Regions from separate parts of the Mus musculus genome. Here region 2 is linked to region 1. A link is a contact called in public HiChIP or PLAC-seq data. All regions are on one chromosome and are shown on one strand. The core of a region is the stretch at or near the end of the contact, and the rest is flanking DNA. Distances in the headings are between cores, read along the strand shown.

The links. HiChIP or PLAC-seq counts read pairs in DNA pulled down with a chosen protein or histone mark.
Region 2: a contact with region 1 is called in an H3K27ac HiChIP or PLAC-seq map of embryonic stem cells, with 4 times the contacts expected there. The contact joins two enhancer-like sites. A contact is called at or near these places in 3 of 484 Hi-C or Micro-C datasets (the G1E-ER4 cell line and embryonic stem cells), 4 of 115 datasets of contacts at active chromatin or transcription factors (all in embryonic stem cells) and 1 of 9 other capture datasets (embryonic stem cells).

The regions. Positions count from the first base shown.
Region 1 is chr12:45,618,772-45,625,144 of GRCm38.p6, reverse strand. No RefSeq gene overlaps it. Among named protein-coding and RNA genes, the nearest start is that of Gm33680, 160 kb to the right of the region's middle. Within about 2 kb of position 2,079, at least 3 of the 459 cell types and tissues checked have an H3K27ac peak or open chromatin away from gene starts, as enhancers often do. A contact at or near this core is called in embryonic stem cells, where this site is marked.
Region 2 is chr12:45,829,457-45,835,515 of GRCm38.p6, reverse strand. No RefSeq gene overlaps it. Among named protein-coding and RNA genes, the nearest start is that of Gm33811, 140 kb to the left of the region's middle. Within about 2 kb of position 2,020, at least 16 of the 459 cell types and tissues checked have an H3K27ac peak or open chromatin away from gene starts, as enhancers often do. A contact at or near this core is called in embryonic stem cells, where this site is marked.

The DNA of each region.
Region 1 (6,373 bases), core at 830-3,329:
CCTTCCCAGGTGAATTTAACAAAGAATACAAACATTAAGACAAAAAGTGAGGCCACTGCAGATTTCCCTGGGTTTGTCATCCCAGGAGGCTGTTTTGGATTGAAGAATACTGAAGGGCAAGATCTGAGACAACAAGTACTCAAGTTGAGGAGATCAGTAATGAATCACTCTGTTAATTCTTTCCAAGTTTGATTAAAATAGCACTTGAGCTTCTGAATATATAGAAGTGTTTGTAGATGAAGTGAAGAAATGCCTGGTAAGAAACAAGGCATGCTCATTGAGGAGTTGGTGCTTTAGAGTAAAGAGCAGTTTCCTCAAGAAACACATGAATAAAGTGCTCTGTGTTGAAGAATCTGGATTTTGAGGACTCTCTGAAAGTAAACTACCTCAATTTCTCTCTGTTACTGAGTGTTCACTATTACCAAGTCTACTATTTATTTGGAGTCTTATGAGTAATATCTCCCAGTACTATGTCTTACCAATTACCCAAGAATTAATAAATATTCAGGTTTATTGCCAATGGGTGTAAACAGTTGAATTAGATCTAATCCTCATTAGGAAGAGCAAACAGCTATCTTACAATCATTGCACAGGAAGCTAGCTATAGTCTAATATATTTAAAAAAAACAAATAATAAAAATACATTTGTGTTATATTTTATTTGTTTCTGTTTTGTTTTTAAGATGGAAATAATATAGAATAGGTTATTGGAATATTAGTCTGAGTTTCTGAAAAGACAAGGTCAACTAAAGTAAGAATAAATAGTAGAGGAAGAAAAGAGACAAAAACATTTAACAGCATTAAGTAAGTGGAATGAGTACAAGGCAATACTACCTCAAATATGTAAATATTTTGATGAATAAACAATTCCATTCTTGTAACATTTTTTTTACTGCATTATTACCTAACTTTGAATATTCCTGTAGGTATATATGGTTCATTGAAGATGAGAATCATTTAAATCTCTACAGTTTTCAAAAGAATGTGCCTAGTATATGTTTGGATAAGTATTTGGAAAAGAATGATCTCAAAGATGACACGAGGGACACACCTCTTCTATTACACACACCACCCCCATAATAACAAGATTTGATTTTTATATCTTCTTACCCTCTTTGGTTTCTTTCATCCATTTTATCGTGGTCCTTAAAATGTACATCTCATTTCTTCCTTCAATTTTCCTGTGACATGACATCATTTCCTTCATGCCACTCATTAGATTATTTAACGTGCTCATCTCATTACACCTTTCCCAACTTGCATCTTATTAGACCCCTTAAACATGCACATCTCATTACACAGTCCTTACATATCTCATTACACGATTCCATTTTTGTATCTCATTGTCATTTCATTTCTGCATCTTATTACACTAAAACCAAGTTCCCATTATATCTTACATATTTTGAAAATTTATATACTCTCTTTTCCTTCCTTTATGCATGTAATTATAATGTTTCTCCTTTATGTGACCAGCTCATTACACTTTCCTTTCACCCATCTCATTTCAGCCTGAAGGATGCCCATCTTACAGGACACTTCCTGAGACATAGCTCATTAAACCATCTCACGTATTCACCTCATTACAGCTTTTTAACATATACATCTTATTACATAGAACTCTCCACGAATCTCATTAAAATCTTGAAAGCCACAAATCTCACTTTTCCTTTCTATCACATTCTTCTTGTCATGGCATCACAACTCTACTCATTAAAATATTTACTCTTTCAACATAGCCCTTCATTACATATTTGTGAGTTTCCTTGTTACTATTCCAGTAGTCTGTTACATTTTCACATTTTTACCTGTGTTGGGAGCCAGCCTGTGGCTCACATGGACCAGGGTTACTCCTGGGAGGCAAACTGGAGCTGAAAAGACAGAAACTAGGCGGTCGAAAGAAAAATGGATGCCAAGTCAAGGTTCCTGATCAAGCCTCAAAAGTTTAATAGAAAACTGTGCTTATAAAGGGGGGGGGGAAGTCCCACCCCCCACTAATCCATTCTTGGAGCCTGGAACCAGCTGCAGGTGACAATGTGCAGGATAGGGTGTAACCTCAGGAATATCTCAGAGGCCTCTCAGCATGGCTGGTGGCAGAACAATAGAGTCATCTAGGCAAGAGGGCTCCACCCTAGGTAATCTCCTTAGTGGCAGCAAGGTCAAAGTCTGAATCAGCAAGTTTCAGGCTGGGGGGCGGGGGGTGTTACATACCTGGAGCAAGAATACTCTCATCTCTTTCAATATAGAGTCTTGCTAAAATTTAATTTTGCCTTTTATTATGTTATTTTGTTCTTGCACTGATGTTTCTCAGGCTTGCACCCTGAGTATATTCATTTATATGTAGTAAAATTATATAGTAAAATATGTAGTAAAAAGTATAGTTGGGTTTGGCAAGTACAACTTTTCAAAAATTGATAAAACTTAGTTCAATAAAATCTTGGAGTGTTTTTTTATTTCAGAAATTATTGAAATTATTTATATTTTACTGAGTATTATGAATAGTCATGAAAGAAATTCGACCACCAAAAGTTCTCAGATGGGTGGGAAACAATGTATTTATTACATGTATTAACTACTCTTCGAAATTTCATCCCATAGAGCAGTATGGAAAAGTCTTCATTGAATATTTGATAATAACATATGCATAAAATTCTGGTTTTACCATCACTTGGCTTACAACTCTATGTGACCTTCTATAACTAATACCACAACTAATTTCTTGACAAACACCAGAGTGTTTCTTAAACTTTGATGGCCATCATAGACATGCATTTAAAAGATTCAGTGAAAATACCAAGACCCCAGCCACATGGTTTTGTTTTATATACCAAATCTGGACCTTCATGTTCTTTATTAGTTTTTCCAGAGTATTCTGAGACACATCAAAGTTTGGAGAAGTACTTTCTGGGTTCTTACTAAATGGTGCTCTTTGTAAGAACACAATGAAGGATACATCTGTAAAATGTTATCCGAGTCCTGATCATGAAATCATAATCATTCAATTGTAATAACTGCTTGCTTTCTCCTTAGTCACGAAACAAAGATATGCAGATAGATTCTCTCAAAGATCTGAGCTGCTTATCTGGCAATACACTGAAGTTATTCACATATTTGGCACCCAAGCCTTTGTATCAGACAAATGTGAGTTTAAATCCCTTTACTTAGGATATCTGATTATCTTGGAGAAGGGTGATATATGAGGTCTGGAAGTCAGTTTCCTCCACTGTGAAGTGGAGTGATAACACTCTTTCATCATTATTGATAATAACAAACAGGTTAACATATCCACATTCCTTATCATCTCGGAGTGGTTCCTCAAATAACAATGGCTATTACTGAAAACATTGTTTTCACTCTTTTATGTCCACAAAGATAAGAACATTTTTGAAATGACTACTGTGTATCAACTGATCCACAGTTAACAGATGAAAGGAAATAAATGAAGATACTCCAAAGTTGTGTGACCTTATAGGAGTTGTTTCCCTTCTTGATTGTTTGGCAGCTGTGCAAATGCCACAGCTAATCCCTGTGACTATCAGAGGGAGCATCCCATTGGAACATCCATATTCAAATATATTCCACAAAACAGCAAATCCAACTCTACAAAGAGAATTTAGCATTTTTCTGTATTTACCAGAAAAGTTAGCTCCCATGAGAAGCTTCATTCATTGCCTGAGTATTTAGAGTTTGCCCTCCAGACATCAAATCAGCCCTTTTAACTAGCCAGACTTATTCTGTGAAGGAATCAGACATGGATCTAGATAGTGTGCTTTATAACACCTTCAATGATGTCAGGAATGCTGGAGAGTGACTCTAATGCCATAGCTTGGGAGGCAGAGTCAGGAAAACTTAAGAGTCAGAGTTTAAGCTTAGCACCATCCATATAGCAAGCATGAAGCCAACATGGGCTACCTAATACTTTGTCTTTCAAATACAAGATAGAAGTACTGATACTGAGGCAAAAGCACTTTCTAAAAAGCAAATATTGTCTACCTCAAACAAGAATACAGGAAAGGTGATAAGAAACTCTATCAAGGAATGATATTCAAACCACTTTATCTTTCATTTTCCCACAAATTATCCAACATCCATACACAAAGTACAGTCAAGGAAAAGCAATACCTTAATGGTGTCACAGTGACTCTTCAACTGACAATCTCCAAATATAGTGACTGTGTGTCTTAAAGACCCATGTAGTCAAGGGGGACAGGTGTGATTGTATTCTCACTTGTTTTCAAGCTCATGATAAGTCTCTACTTTGCAACTCATTTTAAAGTAAATTAGGATGTGTAACACTGATTACTGAAGTATGAACAGAAGTAACAAGGTCACTCTTAGTGAAAAACATGACCTAGTCCACTACGTACTACTTCACCACAGAAAGAATAAATGTGTTAAAGAGGAGTTTGACACTTGGGTGGCTAAGTACCTATGATAACCAAAGTTCTCAGCCAACACAGATGGGCAAAAAGAAACTACTTAGCATATCAATGATGAAATATGCTTTAAGTAAATTAATCAAAAAATTACCAGGTTTTCAGAACAGATAGTTTGCAAAAGACGCCCATTGGCAAAAATTATGTGGCTATCAGGGAAATGTACAAGTAAAATTACAAAGATTCCCATTCATGGTGAAGAAATAGAAACTTTTCCTTCTACTCAGTCACATAGCAAATTCCTCTGAATTCATACATCCCCTCCCAGAGGTAGGAAGACTTAAAATCCCAGAGAGCTGAAGCTTATAAGAATTCACACTAGCTTTCCCCATGTCACACAACCAGGAAGAGTTTCTGGGGAGATGAGCATCTTCCAGCAGCCTAACTGCCAACAGGTCATTCAGGAAACTCAGAAATGCAGCAGTCCTCTCATCAACTACATTGGGATTCCTCTGCTCCTGCACCATCCATTGTCTTGCAAATAACCCTTTATTCATAGACCTGTAAGTAACTCCAATCAACATTTCCCTTCTTCAAAGTGGACTTTAGTGAGACCTTACTTTTTCTGGTATTGTACCTTGGTTAACAGACATAATTTTACATTTTCCCAGGGGGTGGAAAAATCACATTACAACTGTTCATTGATCAATGGAAGGTAAATTAGTATATCAACTTTGTCAAACAGCATGGGGATTTTCTTTAAATAACTAGCAATAGAACTTCTGAATGTGAAATCAACACGTAAAAGAGATACCTGCAAACCTACGTTGATTGTGTCCCTATTCATGATATCCAAGATAGGGAACCATTCTAGACATCCATCAATAGAAGAATGGAAAAAAGGTATGGTGAGGGCATGCATGTACTGGCACACAGGAAGTATTATTCAACCATGAAGAACTGACTACATTCCCAGGAATACAGAAAGAATAGAAGGTTGCCATGGTGAGACGATCCAGAAACAGAAATACAAGTATTGCAGCTTTTCTCCTATACATGTGTATCATAGAGGGGACCTGAAAGTAGAAGATGTACTCTAATGGAAGGAAAGAGGATGAAAGGAAGCAGATGGGAGATTGGACATATCAAAGAAGGATTATGGTTCCATGGAAATTCTACAGCCAAATAGAATGATTATTGATGATGCTGCCATAACTAATTGGTAACTTAGTAATATAGTCACATGGTAACTTTGTAACTTAGAGTGGAAAAAGCTCATTCTGGAATTTATAAAGAACAAGAAATATTGTTTGGGCATTAGATCATTAGCCAGTCCAAAAGAAGTATGTTAGGTGCTAAACCAAGAAAGATACTGGAAAACTAAAAACTTGTCTGACTTTAAGAAGCGGAACAAAGTTCAGTTGTGGTTATTTTGTTTCTACACTGTGAACAAGGCAAAATGAAGCATGAAATGTTAAGATTAGTCATCAGGGAAATACAAATCAAAACAACCCTGAGATTCTATCTCACAGTAGTCAGAATGACTAAGATCAAAAACTCAGGTGACAGCAGATGCTGGCAAGGATGTGGAGAATAAGGAACACTCCTCCATTGCTGATGATATTGCAAGCTGGTACAACCACTCTTGAAACCAGTGGTGGTTCCTCAGAAAATTGGACATAGTACTACCTGAGGAACCATCAATACCACTCCTGGGCATATACACTGAAGATGCACCAACATATAATAAGGACACATGCTCCATTATGTTCATAACAGCCTTATTTATAATAGTCAGAAGCTGGAAAGAACCCAGATACCCCTCAACAGAGGAATGGATACAGAAAATGTGGTACATTTAATGTGGTACATTTACACAATGGAGTACTGCTCAGCCATTAAAAGCAATGAATTTATAAAATTCTTAGGCAAATGGATGAATTTGGAGGATATCATCCTGAGTGAGGTAACCCACTCACAAAAGAGCACACATGATA
Region 2 (6,059 bases), core at 771-3,270, 210 kb before region 1:
AATCTTTGACACAGTTCTACCACTTAACAAATAATTTATTTACCTGCTCATCTTTAATAATTTCAAAATATTAAAGAAAGCAAAAAGAAAGGGTTAAAAGTGCTTTACAAACAAGGTAACATTTGAACTCCATTTTGAAAGAAAAATAGAAATTTGCTAAGCTAATTTGGAGTGTGTAACCTTTCAAGTAGAGGGAGCAATAGAGGTGGTCAGCAAAATAAGAAGAACTGCACTATGTCTAGGGAAATACAAGTGAGGCACAGCACAGCACAGCATGACAGTAAATGACAAAGGTCAAACAGTAAAATAAGTCTTAATATGGAATCATTACTCCTCTTAATTTCCTAAAATTAGTGAAAGGTCATTGAAGGATTTTTTAAGCAAGTTCTCAGCACAGTTAAATTAACATTGTGTAAGGATTGGTGATTTATCACTACAAAGGTTTCAAAAGTGGGGGTGTGGTGCAAATGAAGAGAGCCTGGAGATACAGAGGTCATTTTTGAGGCTATTAAAACGATCCAGATAGTATAGACTAAGATCCAAATTAGATGAGTGGCAGAGGGGAAAAAAAAAAATGAGGGCATGTTAAAAAGTTAGATAAAGGGACATTCAATGCAAATGTAGAAAGTAATAAAATTTGCAAGTCAAGTGAGAAGAAAGGTCAGAAATCTGTGCTTGGTCTTTGTCTTGTTTTGACTGGATACACTGGGAACTGGCTCACTTGAGCTACCCGAACAAAACTCAGATTGAATGATTTCGTCTGTGGCACACACTGAGTTCTTGTTGATCTAAACTCTAAGAAGTTAAGGATGCCATCAAGATGGGTGTCCTTCTTAGCTCCTGGCTCTTGTAGAGAACTGCTCACTTCCTGTGTACTCTTATTTTGTGTCTTCTCTATTGCAGTGAGAGCTCCACCCTCAAGTCCTCACCCAGCCAAAAGCTCCCGTGCATGTATATCACATTGGAGTTTACTGTTACAAGGAAAGTCGGAGGGATAAAAAAGTATAAATAAATAAAAATAAAGAAGGCAAGGCCCAAAAGCATGAATTTAATAATGAGTATGGTATTTGATTTCAGATGCCTTTAGGAACTTCAGGGGATTTTTGACAGACACTTGGTTATGTAACTCCCGAGTTTTAGAAAAGAGAGGAGACAAAACTTAATTTGAAAGTCATTATTTCATGCTGATACAGTAATAGAGGAATGGAATGTGTGTGACAAAGGCGTCACAGGTGGATCTGTTGGAGACATTGGCACATGATCATATACAATGACAGAATGTGGAGGTCTGCAACTAGGTAAAAAAAAAAAATGAAAGCAAAACAGAAATCTGTGTTGTCATGGAGATAAGAGATGTGATTGGCATTGTCTGCAGATGGACTCCATAAGGATTCTATCCATTCTAGTTGGCCTTAGGATGCTGACAGGCAGAGTGTTTCTTCTGTAGCGCTTGCATCCTGTACCAAGTTTCATTGGCTCTGCCAATCCTGTGTTCCAAGAACAGCCTTGTGTAATGGGTCTGTAACACTAGTTCTGGTGAAGTAAAAATGGTTCTGCTGTTTTTATCTTATCACTTAAACCAGAAATTCTAGATTATCTTAACCAGGGCATCTGTGACCCTCTGTGATCTGTAGCTTCCTTTGGCCTTAATCAGATCATCTGGCATCATAAACAACAGACTCCTTCCTCATTTGTCTGCATATCCAAATCTCCATCCTTTCTCCTGTGCACAAGATTCAACACATTTGTTCAGGGAGATCCCAGTTTCTGGATGAATGTTTTGTATGCTGGGTGCAATCTGTTTCAGGATCTTCATCCTTTTGTTGCCTCCAGCTTTTGAAGGGGATTCTTTGAAAACAGCTTCCTGGTTCTTTGGAATTGCTTTTTCTTTAAGGCAATTACCGCTAGTGTTTGCAAGTCCAACTTCACTTAAAAAAATAAAAAACAGAAGAGGGGGTGGGGAGAGATAAAAGAATCAGCTTAAGCCCAGAGGAAGTATTCTGGGAAGAGACACCGGCTGCCCTGTGACTGTGCATTTTAAATGGAGCCTCTCCCCCTGATTTGAATTACCTTGGCCCGGGCTGAGTATCCCCGGTGGACTCTTTCCACTTAAGCTTTTTATTAAAAAAGTAAATTGGGATTATTGTATTCCCTCACTTTACTTTGGAAGTAGAAATTTTAAATTAATTGTGGTCTAAACTGATAGCAAACAGAGAGGCTCTGATAGTAGTCTGGCGGCCTCTTCTTCAGCCAGCAGAGATTTCCGTTATTGCTGCTGGGAATGGCTTGGCTGAGATATTTTTTAATTTACATTTTTTCTTCCCTCTAATGAAGGATTGAATTATGACTTACTAGAAAATCCCCAGTGCGGAGGAGAGAGAGAGAAAGATGTCGACTACCTTCCTCCGACATGATTGGAGCAGAGCTATTTATTTGGAGCGGGGTTGAAGCCACAGCGGTGGAATTTAGAAGGATTTCTTCATTCTCTGTCTGGAAAATGCCCTTAGCTCTCATTGGAAGTCAGTTTAGCACAGGGTCAATGCTATGGCAGACAAGAAGGGTATTTCTGTATCAGTTCCTTGTAGGACATGAATGTGATGCTCGCACAGGATCTTCAGTGCCCTTAGTCAGGGATTCCTGAGTCCTCCGGAGTGTGCCTCTACCTTGAAAATATCCAATTTCAGCTTCTCTAAAAGGACCCCCTGTGGACAGCTCAACCCCCAACAGACTTGCAGACAGTAATCTGTATGTTATACAATAGCTCTCTTCCTGCTACATTATGGGGTTAGCAAAACTGTGAATGTTGCAAAACAGAATTACTGGCCTGGAAATTTCCCTTCTGTGGGCAGATGGCATGATCAAGAGCAAAGACAGACATGTCCTTTCATAAACCAAGGGCAGTGGTTACACAATAAGCTTAGGTAACATCCATGAGAGGGGGCGAGTTTAGGTAAAACTTAGTGATGTATATTCAAAGAACCAGTTTGTGAGTTCAGACAGCTCAACTGAAATGTCTTTCTGAATCACTGGTCTGAAAGCTCACCACAGCACACTCATAAAACAAAGTGTGCTTATTGTATGTTTCTATGCCTTAAAACAAGTATATCCTAGACATGCCCCTGTGTTTCAGAATATAAGTTTCAAAAGAGAGAAAACAGAACTCAAGTGTAATGACATTGGAAGGGCATTTACTCTATGCCTCCAGATTTCTGAAAACAGGTTTCAACTGCAAAATTACCTTTTAAAGTCACCGATTAGATTTAAGTCTGTCTTGAAGTTTATTTTAGCTTATAGAGCACTGCAGTGCCTATCAGTGCCTGGCATCTCACGACGCATGTGCCCTACACTCTCCTCACATATGACCCCCACATACCCTAACTCTTATTCCAAAGATAAAAACTTTCCTGAGGATTGGATAAGACACACTGTGACACTCAATTAATGCCATTTTTGTCCCCAAATGCAAAGATTCCTTTTGAAGCACAGAACAAAGTACCACAAAGAAAAGAACCCTGAATTATCTTGAGGACCAATCTCCATTTGACAACTGCAGTTTTTGAAAGATAACCCTCTGGCTTTTCTAATCACCTCAACCAGTTACCCTATTTCCGGTGGTGCCTCCTTTCTTTTGGTGAAACTCAGATCACTAAAAGAATTTCAAAATCTTGAGGTTTTTTTTTTTTTTTTCTGAATAGTTAAAGCCTTTAAGCCTAATTTTAAGAAACAACTTTAATCAGAAGATTAAGGAACAAAAAGATTAGGAAGAAAATTTATTGGTATAAGAAAATTTAAGGCAAAACGCAGGTGAAAATGTTCTCTTGTCTCATTCTCACCTCTTTAAGTTGTTTAAATCACGCAGCACAAAAACCTCCCCACAGGAAGTAATCAGTCTTCTAGAGCTGATGCCCAGGCATTGATTTTCTAACAGAAGACCAACTTTTAATTTTCTCTGCTTTATATACATTCAACAGCCATGTGTACAAGTTGCCTGCTATAGTCCCAAGTGGAAAAGGCATAGGCGAGAATGGTGCTGAGTGACAACATGTAGCTATTCTGCAAGTGTTCCCAAATATCCTTGGGACCCAGGAATCCTGAATAAGAATTTTTCTTTCACATTGGTAGCACTCTGGGATTGCTGTCAAGTACAGACCTTCATAAACACGTGCATAAACAACAACCATATTTATGTTTATTTTTGAAAGAACTGAGAGTTCTATTTTACATGTTGTTTTATTACCAAATATTCAGATGAAGATATCACCCCACATGAAATACCCATTTATCTTGAATAGTCTTCAGGGTGAATTAGTTTTATTATTGAGATTGCATTTCTTCAATGTATCTCTCTTATATTTGCATAGGAAAAATTGTGGTAACTTTGCATGCTCATTTTGTTTTATTTGTGCCCTCCCTAATAATTCAATAGGAAAATCATAACAAAACCCATTATTTTATGCAATGAATTAATGTCAAGAATTTTCAAGCTCTTTTGAACTACACATGCACAAACAACAGGTGCATATGGCTCTCACCTATCTGGAAATATAGAATGGAGAATGTTCAGAGTCATAAACTCTTCAGAGATGAGCATGTGGCCCTCCCAGCCCCTTGTTCTGCTCTGTCATTCTTCACAGCAGAATGCCGCCTTGCTTTTCACCCTTAGCTGTTGGCTCTAGTCTTCCTGTTCCTTCCAATAAAAATCAGATGCTCCCGGGTGCTAGGCCATGACCTGATACTGCTAAGGATAGTCTAAAGATTAAAATTGCAGTGAATGTGCCAGAGTCTACTGGTTCTGATGGGTTCAGAAACAGAGAGACCAGGGAAGGGTAGAATGGGTTTCTGCTTGGGAATGTCTTTCTGGTGGTGGATGAGCCTGACAGTGGAGGAGGAAGGCATCTTCACGGAGTTGGGATTTAGTGTCTTCAGACATCCAACCTTGAATTTTCAGTAACAAACCTGTGACCGAATCACTGTCTAACTTCTTAAAAATGGTTTTTCTTCTGAGAGGTAATGAGGATTTTATTCTAGAAATTCTCAATTTCAAACAGAATTCTGTAGGAGCTGTCAGGCTCTTTATGCATTATTAAGTCTCTCACCAAGGATTTTTCTCCCCTGAAATCTGACCTAAGGTTTTCACTTGGAACTATTGAATTCAGAGTTGATTTGCTTAACAACTCAGATGAGCTGTATCAGTGTGGATTTGCATTTCTAGTACTGAGATGTGTTTCTCTTGTCTTTCACAACCAACTTCACTTTGCAGAGCTGTTACTGGGTTTTCTTCAGCAACATACAAAAGCTCCCTTGTTTGCAGGGAGGACAAAGGAGAGTTATGAGTTCTTTCCATCCTACTTTATGATTCCAGTTTGAACAGGCAGGGAACTAGAGGGTATATTGTTCTTTACCCACCATGTCCTTGATGTCCCAGCACCCACTAAGGAACTGCCAGTTGCCTAGATGCAGTAGGAGAACTAGATAAAGATTTTAATGACTAGAGGAAACAGATGGAGGCAAAACTCCTGCAAAGTTAAAAGAACTGCATACTTAATGGTCTAGATGCTTAATAGCTGTTATAGCTGCCAAGCCACCATATAACTCACTAATATGCAGAGACCATAGCTGCAGGAAAGTGACTTGTTTCATTCTCAAGGACTTTCCTAAAAAATTCAAGGTTGTAAGAACCTAACCTAGAGAATAATTACTTGTCCAGACATGATAACAGACTCCGGCAGAACAAAGATGACAGCTTGATTCACAGACAAATATGAGTCGGTCTTCTATGTCTGCCTTCCATTTTTCTGTGCAGAGATAGATGTCTTTAAACAGCCCCAGCAGTGAACATCCTGTCAGTTTGAAAGGTCAGACGCTGAAGTGTATCAGAAGAGATGACGCTGCACAGACCATCAAGAGAAAAGAAAATGATTTCATTATCCTTCTTCATCTGCTGTAGATTAATTCAGTTCCCATCATGGTGGCAATTAAAGAATTTTTTTTGTAGTCCTGTCCTGACCTAGTCGAAGAGGAATGAGGTAATAAAAGCAGCACCAGAAAGGGGGGCAACT